Regions from separate parts of the Mus musculus genome. Here regions 1 and 2 are each linked to region 3. A link is a contact called in public Hi-C and HiChIP or PLAC-seq data. All regions are on one chromosome and are shown on one strand. The core of a region is the stretch at or near the end of the contact, and the rest is flanking DNA. Distances in the headings are between cores, read along the strand shown.

Evidence for each region. Hi-C and Micro-C count contacts between places; a contact is called where the count stands out from the background. HiChIP or PLAC-seq counts read pairs in DNA pulled down with a chosen protein or histone mark.
Region 1: a contact with region 3 is called in a Hi-C map of uterus. The contact joins the enhancer-like site here to the promoter of Spp2 in region 3. A contact is called at or near these places in 25 of 39 promoter capture datasets (the 3T3-L1 cell line, 3T3-L1-derived adipocytes, HPC-7-derived erythroid cells and 17 more), 21 of 484 Hi-C or Micro-C datasets (the AML12 cell line, the C3H10T1/2 cell line, double positive thymocytes and 11 more), 4 of 115 datasets of contacts at active chromatin or transcription factors (embryonic stem cells, extraembryonic endoderm stem cells and pancreatic cancer cells) and 4 of 9 other capture datasets (adipose tissue, liver, macrophages and 1 more).
Region 2: an HNF4G HiChIP or PLAC-seq map of pancreatic cancer cells shows a contact between it and region 3. The contact joins the enhancer-like site here to the promoter of Spp2 in region 3. A contact is called at or near these places in 4 of 39 promoter capture datasets (the 3T3-L1 cell line, frontonasal cranial neural crest and pre-B cells), 1 of 115 datasets of contacts at active chromatin or transcription factors (pancreatic cancer cells) and 4 of 9 other capture datasets (adipose tissue, liver, macrophages and 1 more).

Annotation. Positions count from the first base shown.
Region 1 is chr1:88,356,352-88,359,051 of GRCm38.p6, reverse strand. All of the region lies in intron 18 of Trpm8 (transient receptor potential cation channel, subfamily M, member 8), which reads right to left. Among named protein-coding and RNA genes, the nearest start is that of Gm51639, 26 kb to the right of the region's middle. Within about 2 kb of position 1,386, at least 21 of the 459 cell types and tissues checked have an H3K27ac peak or open chromatin away from gene starts, as enhancers often do. A contact at or near this core is called in pancreatic cancer cells and uterus, where this site is marked.
Region 2 is chr1:88,451,048-88,453,747 of GRCm38.p6, reverse strand. All of the region lies in intron 1 of Gm29538 (predicted gene 29538), which reads left to right. Among named protein-coding and RNA genes, the nearest start is that of Gm28888, 7.8 kb to the left of the region's middle. Within about 2 kb of position 1,292, at least 25 of the 459 cell types and tissues checked have an H3K27ac peak or open chromatin away from gene starts, as enhancers often do. A contact at or near this core is called in pancreatic cancer cells, where this site is marked.
Region 3 is chr1:88,405,693-88,408,392 of GRCm38.p6, reverse strand. It overlaps Spp2 (secreted phosphoprotein 2), which reads right to left and starts at 1,383. Exons shown (of 8, transcript NM_029269.3): 1 at 1,177-1,383; 2 at 952-1,076. The coding sequence starts at 1,243.

The sequences.
Region 1 (2,700 bases), core at 137-2,636, 49 kb after region 3:
TCAGCCTTCAGAACTCTCAGTTCCTCCTGCACCATGCCTGCCTGGATGCTCCTGCTTTGATGATAATGGACTGAACTTCTGAACCTGTAAGCCAGCCCCAATTAAATGTTATCCTCACTAGAGTTGCCTTGGTCATCATGTCTGTTCTCAACAATGAAACCCTAACTAAGACAGGCTCCACACACTGGATTTTTTAAGAATGCCAACCTAGCTGTCTGATCTTTTCATTTGCCTACTTGCTCAGAATCTGGCTACTAGGAGCCTAAGGACCAGACTCCAGGGGCAGCTCAAATAGGGGACAGAAGATTCACTGAGGTGTGATTCTGATTCCCATGTTCATGTCCTTGTCTTCCCATGAACTCACCCACCAAGTCTATTTGGGACTCATATATCCTATGACCTTCTCTGCCTCTGACCCCAAAGCCTAAACTTAGGTGCCCATCCTGGGGATAGTGAGTTTCTCAGATCCACTGAAACCCTGCAATCTGGGATGTAGGATGCACAGCTTGAGTTGCCAAAGGAGGGGAACACTGCCAGATCACAGTGGAACAGTGAAGTCCCCCAGGTCTGGGCAGCCCGGGCCAGACCATGTTCCACTGTGAGGAGACAGGCGCAAGGTTAGGACCCTGGGGAGGACACAGGAGCATCCATTTATCTGGGCAGTGCTGATCCCCAGGGCAGCAAAACCCATTGCCACTCCATGCTTCGGAAGTGGCTGGCACAGGCCCTGCCCACCTGTTCTCTTTCCCATTCCCGCTGGGAGGCTGGTACACACTGATCTGTACAACCCCAGCCCAGCCTCGTCTCGCCTCAGTGACTTCAGAAGCCTGGCCATATTACAGAACCAATAGACAGAAGAGGCCTGGGCCACAAGAATGCCACTACAGGGAGAAAAGATTTCGGGTTTTTTTTGTTGTTGTTGTTGTTGTTGTTGGTGGTGGTGGTGGTGTTTTGTTTTGTTTTTAATGAAGAGACGCCTCTTGTCTAAGGGGGGAGAGTGCAGCTCTAAGCTGTGTTCCTGAAATACCAGGATGTGTTCACCATCTCTTGCACTGTGACAGCCTCAGAACTGAAGGAGCTTTCAGAGAAGGCAGGGTGGAACTTACAACACTATAAACAAACATCCACAGTGCCTGCTTAGCTCCACTAGGAGTCGGTTAACAACTGTGTCTGCACTGGGGACTGGCGAGGTCAAATTAGCTGTGAACATCCCCGCTCTGGGCAAGGGACGTCCCTCCTCACTGAGAGCATGGGTATCTGAGTCCCAGGCACAATCTAAAACAGACAATGTCCTGTTTAGGGGTTTCTCCTAACAACCATGAGTGAGTCTGGCCCATTAAGACTGCACAGGCCTGCAGAGCCTTTCCTTGAACAACCCAGGTGAGGAACTTGCAGAAACAAAGGGAAATAGCGCCCTCTAGTGACAGATTTCTCAAAGACAGGGCCTCACTGTTGTTCCAAGAAAGGCCACCTGGGTTTCTCTCTGCTCAGAAGAAAGTGAAGGCAGGATCCCTCTGTATGTCTCCTTATCTCTGGCCTCAGTAGTCCCATAACCATGGTGACCCTCAGGGGTGACTTACAAGCACATTCCTTGTCCTGTATTAAGAACACACATTCTCAACAACATGACAATAGCAGCTCTGGCTCCTGATACACACAGCAAATGAACGTCTAAAACAAATCACCCTGCTTGATGCTGCTCCCTGGACCACCAGAGCATGTGTCAGGACCTAGGGAGCTCGGCAGACTCCCTGATGGGGTCAGTACAAGAGGAGACAACCTGATCCAGGTTTCTGCATCTCTTAAGGGTCTCTTCAGTAGAAAATGCACCCAGACAGGGAAAGACCAAAGAAACCAGATTACTGCACACCGTGTATTTGCAACTCCTGCTGGGCTTTCCCTCCCTCTCCCTGCCTCTTTCCTCCCCTGTCCCTTCTACCCCTGTCCATCCAATGCTCGTGGCTTAATTCCCTATCGGCTGTGAGTCAATTGACCCTCTGGTCCAGCAGTTCTCTGAATGTCGAGAGTCCCCTGGCTCTGATTATCACACACAGAATATTCCAGCTCCACTCTACTAGTGACACATCACAAGCCAGAAGAAAACTTGGAAGTAAAGGCTGGCCACAGGGAGAGAGGCCATATGTGGAAGAGCTGTATCTCTACACTTAAGTCCTCAGCCCTCTGCTTGGGAACGTGACCTTGTTCGGAAATCAGGCCACTGCAGATGGCGCTGACAGGTCGAGATGGAGTCCTGATCCAACATGACTGTTGTCCCCAGGAAACAGAGAAATTAGGACACACCTGCACATAGGGAGGGCACCATATGGGCATGAGGCTGCGGGTCAGAGTGTCACATCCGTCAGGCACAGAGTGACAAAGATGGCCAGTAAACTTTCAGAAGCTAGGGGACAGCACAGCAGAACAGTCACTTCACAGTACTCTATGGGGTCAACCCAACCCACAACTTCACGTTGGACTTCTGCCTTCCAGAACTATAGTCAGTACACTGGTACTCCGGCCATCCTGTGTGTTTTCTTCCTCCACCTCTGCTGACGTTCCACCATCTTCCACACCACTTACCTACTAATCATAAAGACAGGCATATAGGGCACAGGTACCCAACCCCCCCCCCCCAGCCCTCACTTCCATAGCAGACATCATTAATTGATTAAGACATACTAAGAATTGACAGAGGGCCCC
Region 2 (2,700 bases), core at 43-2,542, 45 kb before region 3:
AAACCTCTCCCAGAAATACCACTTACATTCTGAGGAGCAGAAAAATTCGTTCACAAATTACTTCCCACCTATTCTATCAGCATTTCATTTCTGACCCATTTATTTATTTATTTATTTATTTATTTATGCCACACGCCATATCCTGCTGTCCCCTGATTGCTTACCTGGCAACGACTTTCTTTGATGAAGACAAAGCTTTTCCTTGCCCCTCCTTATGCTCCCATTAGCATAAATATCACCCCCTTCAGTGTCTCCTTTCACCAAGAGCTGCTGTTCTGCCTACCTTGTTGATTTGCAGATTTCTCTTCTGTGTGTGAGCACACAGCACCGTCTTTCCTGCAGGGTCTAGTCCTGTCTGTCCAGGTATCCCTAGTATCCTGCACAGAGCCTGCTTTTACGCTTGTCCATTCACTGCCAAGGAATCCAGTCAGCTGGCCTATATTATTCCAAACACTCCAACCTCAGTTCACAGCCTGCTTCCTTCCCTCTGACTAAAAGCCCAAGATCCTAGGTCAGGGTCACCACACAGGACAGGCCCAATGTGGGGAAACCACAGTACTGCAAACACAATAGAAACTTGACTGCGAAGTCAATCCAGTTATTTGGTACAAGCTACATCTTCCCTAAACTCATGGCTTTATCTATAAACGCGTTTGTCTACTCTCTGTCTCAACTGCTGTGTTAAATGCTAGGCAGAGGGCTCTGTCTGTCAGTGTCCGATGCAGAACTGTGGGAACCTGAGCTCAGACCACCGCCCCTCCCCCACCCCTGACCATATTAAAAAGCCTGCTGCAAGGTCCGTCTGATGCCACACAGCATGGGTGGGTGGAAGACATTCAGAGGCCTGTCAGCCTCATGGCCTACTCACCTCAGCAGCTACGGTGATGTGTAAGTATATGGTGTGATTAGAGAGAAAGAGAAGCCGAACTGGAGACTTGAGGGTGGGGAGCCCAATGTGAGTAGCCTGAGTCCTGTAGCAGCAGGGGTCTGTGTCAATGTCCATGTTATCACCAAAGGCCATGCAGACGTCCCCTGTATGGGCTGCTGCCTGGGACCCAAGGGCTGTGCAGAGCTGACCCTGCCTCTTTCTGGTTGTGGCACTTTGGATGGGCTACTGGAGCAGAGCTGGAGAGCTTGTCCCTGTGGTGTGAATTCAGGTTAGCGGGTGGGCTGACCAACTCAGCTAGCGTCCAGGCCCAGGTCCAGGGCTTGGAGTTGACACCACAACGCCTACCCCATGTATGAACTGCTGGAGCTCATAAAGAGGCCGGTCCTACAGATCCAAAGCTGATAACTGAGAGGAACCCCAGAGAGGCTCCAGTACCAATAGTGCCTCGAACCAGACCAATGACTCATTCCATAAACACTGGCAAGTAAAGATGCTTAGTCAAAAGGGCACAACAGTGTGATACACCATGACACACTGCAGCTTGCAGGGCGAGATCTTCCTTCTTTCCTTCCTTCCTTCCTTCCTTCCTTCCTTCCTTCCTTCCTTCCTTCCTTCCTTCCTTTCTTTCTTTCTTTCTTTCTTTCTTTCTTTCTTTCTTTCTTTCTTTCTTTCTTTCTTTCTCTGTTTCTGTTTTTACTTTTTTGTTTTCTTGAGGGCTGGGGAGAAGGAGGTTTCAAGGGCCAAGGGCAGGCAGATACAGAGACAGGGAGATAGATGAATGGGACTCGGGGTTCACGATGTGAAAGTCACAAAGAATCAATAAAAAAGTTAAAAAGTAAATAAAGAGCCTGCTGTGCAGTAGACACATGCCTACCACCCCCTCTGTAGAGACAGAGACGGCAGCATCTGTCGGAGCTTACAAGTCCGCTGGCCTTGCCAAATCCCTGAGCTCCAGGTTCAGTGTGAGGCCCCATCTCAAAAAATATTGGTGGAGAAGCAACTCAGGAAGACATCCTATATTGATATCTACATGAACATACTATGTATGCACACACCCACACAAACACCACACACACACACACACACACACACACACACACACACACACACAATGCCTATAGCCCCCTAAAGCCCTAAGATGTTATGATGCCTGGTTTTACATAAATAAAATCTGTCATAAAGTAGTTGAGTGTACACTACTATTCTTTTAAGTATAAACAGATGACATGAATGTGTAGCGCTCAATGGTTCTTACATCGTACAACCAAAATAAAAGGGTGAAAGAGGTCAGAAGGGCCACCAGAAGAGCTGGCCAGGCTTCCCAGGAGCATGGTGGTGTGCAGCAAGGACCGCAGAGAACAGCTGGCAGCATGGAGGGCTGTCCCAAGCTGTGATGCTGCTGGGTGCAAAGTCAGCCCACGGTGCCAACCTGTGGGTACCACAAGACAAGATTGTCATTTTTAAAAGAGGCATCATAGAAAGATGGAAAATCAAAGGCGCCTGTATTTCAGTGGAGAAGCCATTATACACCATATAAAGAAATCAAACATGAGTGACTATTTTAAAGATTTATTGCAAAATTCAATTCCAGGTATTCAGGGTACTTCAAGCTCGCAATTATTTTTCTGTCACTGTGTAACTGAGTAATTCTAACTGTTCATTATACAGTCTCCGAAGGAAAATTGCTGGCTGGTCAGCACGTTTCCATCTTTGGTTGACCTGGCCACTCACTACAGTGTGGGCAGGGGGCTTATTTTCTCTTCCAATTTGCCTAAAAATATTCTCACACAGCCCAAGGAGAAAAGGGATCT
Region 3 (2,700 bases), core at 134-2,633:
CCAAAGCAATGAAATTTGCTTTGCATTTGGGAGAAAGAAAACTTGGAACCAGTGTCTGCAAAAGGGGACCAAAGGGACATGTTTTACATGCAGTTGAGCTGGGAGAATGAAGTGTGTATGCTGTTGAGGAGCAGAGGAGCAGCTGAGTGTGAGAGGAGCAGCTGAGTATGAGAGGAGTAGCTGAGTGTAAGTAAGAGGTGGTAGCCTAGAATAGGGTGGAAAAGGGAGCAGCCAGTAGGAGCGGCCATGTGGCCTCTGTGTGGAGGTAGTGGCTGCTGACCACAAGGCTCTACTCATGTCTCCATGAGCTTGTCAGTCCTATTTCTTCTTCATGTCTGTCCCTACCTCCCTGTTAGCCCAGTTAAGCCTATAAGAAGACAGAGAGACTCCTCAGGGAGCAGGAAGGAGAAAGGCCTCTCTATGATCCTGTTCTGCTTCCCCCTCACTTTGGCCACAGTGAGTCACAGCAAGCCCGAGATAATGTCTCTTTCCCAAGTTCTCTAGGTGATCGGGAAACAGCACTATCAAGTCCACCAGAGTGGGTGGGTTTCATGGACTCAGAAGCCAGCGTTTCTTTCCTATAAACACTGGTAGCCCAATGCTGAGTGGGGAGAGAGTCTCTTTCTCATTAGGCAGCACCTCCCAATCAAACAGCATCACAAGGACTTCTGGGATCTTCACCCCAAACCAGGACACACACAGAGAAAAGCCGAGGTCAGAGGGAAAACACAGAGGGAAGAATCAGATGTCCCAGGAAGCTTTGACAGCCTCGGGACAACAACAACAACAAAATGTAATTAAATCTCTTCTCAGTCCAAAAAGTCAGCATGGAAGAGGACAGACTGTGATCATTGTAAACAGAAGAATAATCTACTCAACAAAGTAGGTGAAGTCAAGACGGGGGCGGGGGTGGTAAAAAAATGGCTCAGGGAGGTATCTCCATTCACTTACTCTCTTCAAGGAGCTCCGGGTCGCCCGAAACAGGTAAGGACTCAGGGACTGCGAGTTCACCTTTGCCACTGAGGCACTGAGAGCTTCCTGCAGAGAGGAAGGGTCGTAGTCGTACACCGGGAAACCTAGACAGCAAACACACAGGCCACAGTGAGAGAGAGATGAGGCACCGAGAGGGCTGTGATCACCTAGGGCAGGTGGCCAGCGGTGGCATGTGTCCTTTACCTGTGGCACACCAGTAGTGCATGCCCAGCACCAACAAAGCCAGCGTCTTCAGCATTGCCTGCTCCATACTGAGAGGATGGCGACCCAGAGTCAGGGAGACGGCCTCTCTCCAGGCTTCTGGATGACAGCTCTTTCAGAGGGTGGCTGTCTTATTCTTGTCACCTGTGACCTAGCTGCCCTGGCTGGCTGGAGCAATCTGGAACCTCAGTAGAGATGATTGATTCCGGTGTCAATATTTACTGCTGACTTTTCCTGTGGAAAAATTCCAGACTGAGGCCACTTTTGAAGTTTGGACCTCTCCGAGGGACTTTATCCCACAGCAGGAGACATTCAGAGAGGCTTGGGTCTCCCTGTATAATGTTTATCTTCTCTCTTTGCATTTTGTTCTTTGGGGGAGGGGACATAATTGTGGACTCAACAAAACGGTGACTTTAAAGCTTGTGCATCTAGTCCTTTCCCAGGTCCTCAAAATCCTTCACCCTCCACCTCTCAATGCCAGAGTCCTCCCTTCCTAGAGACTGCACTCACGCGGAGTGATTTTCCTGTTGGCTTAGCTCTGCCTGCCACCTCCACTACAGAGGCCATGGTTCAGAAACCACAATGGCCGTGTTTGTGATAGGGAGAGTAATGAAGCATGCAGCGGATGAGTGAGTGTATGAGTGCACCAGGTCTCACTCAACTGTCTTTCAGGTCTTTCATTTGAAGCTGGCGCTAACTTCTGGTGTATAACAAGTACCCAGAGCGTAATACCACAAGACAATGACCACTGGAATTTGTAATTCCGTTACTTTTAACCTGGTTTGAACTCAATTCCATTAGAGTCTTCCAGATTGAACTAATGTCACCATCTGGCTCCAAACGCTCTGGACTCATTAAATGAACTGCAGTAATAAAAGCAATTGCAGATGAGCGGAGGAGATGAAGGGAACAACAGCATCCTGTTGCCAGCACTGAGCTATTGATTTTGCTTGACGTTTGCTGGGGTGAGGGAGGGGGGGACCACTGCATTTCTCAGATTCTCTTGGCTATAATTAAGTGTTAGCACCAGGCGTGCAGGGTGGGCTCTGATGGAAGCTAGAAAGCAATGACTTTTAAAATGCCCCTGCAGAATTCCATCATGTCTTGTAAACCCAGAAGATTAAATATAAGCCATCCAGTCACGCTCATGCTATGGTGATTTCTTGTTCTTCCTCCGGTTTGCAGAAATGTGTGCCTCCATCATCCCAGTGATTTTCTGCTATTCCAGCCCCCAAATACTCGGTCAAAGTATTCAAAATTGGGTGGCAGTAAGTGAAGCATTGTATAGCCCTGCACACAGTCCCTGGAAATTTATATAAAGTACATCACAGACCATTTAACAGGAGTACCTGGGAACACACTGAGCAAGAACCGATGGGCTATGGCTGCATCGTAAATGAAGATGCATTACTTTCCAAGGTCATTTCCTCTTTCTCATCCTCCCCATCATATTATTTGCACTGGGGTGGGATCACTAAATTTAGAACAAATGTAAAAATGGAATCT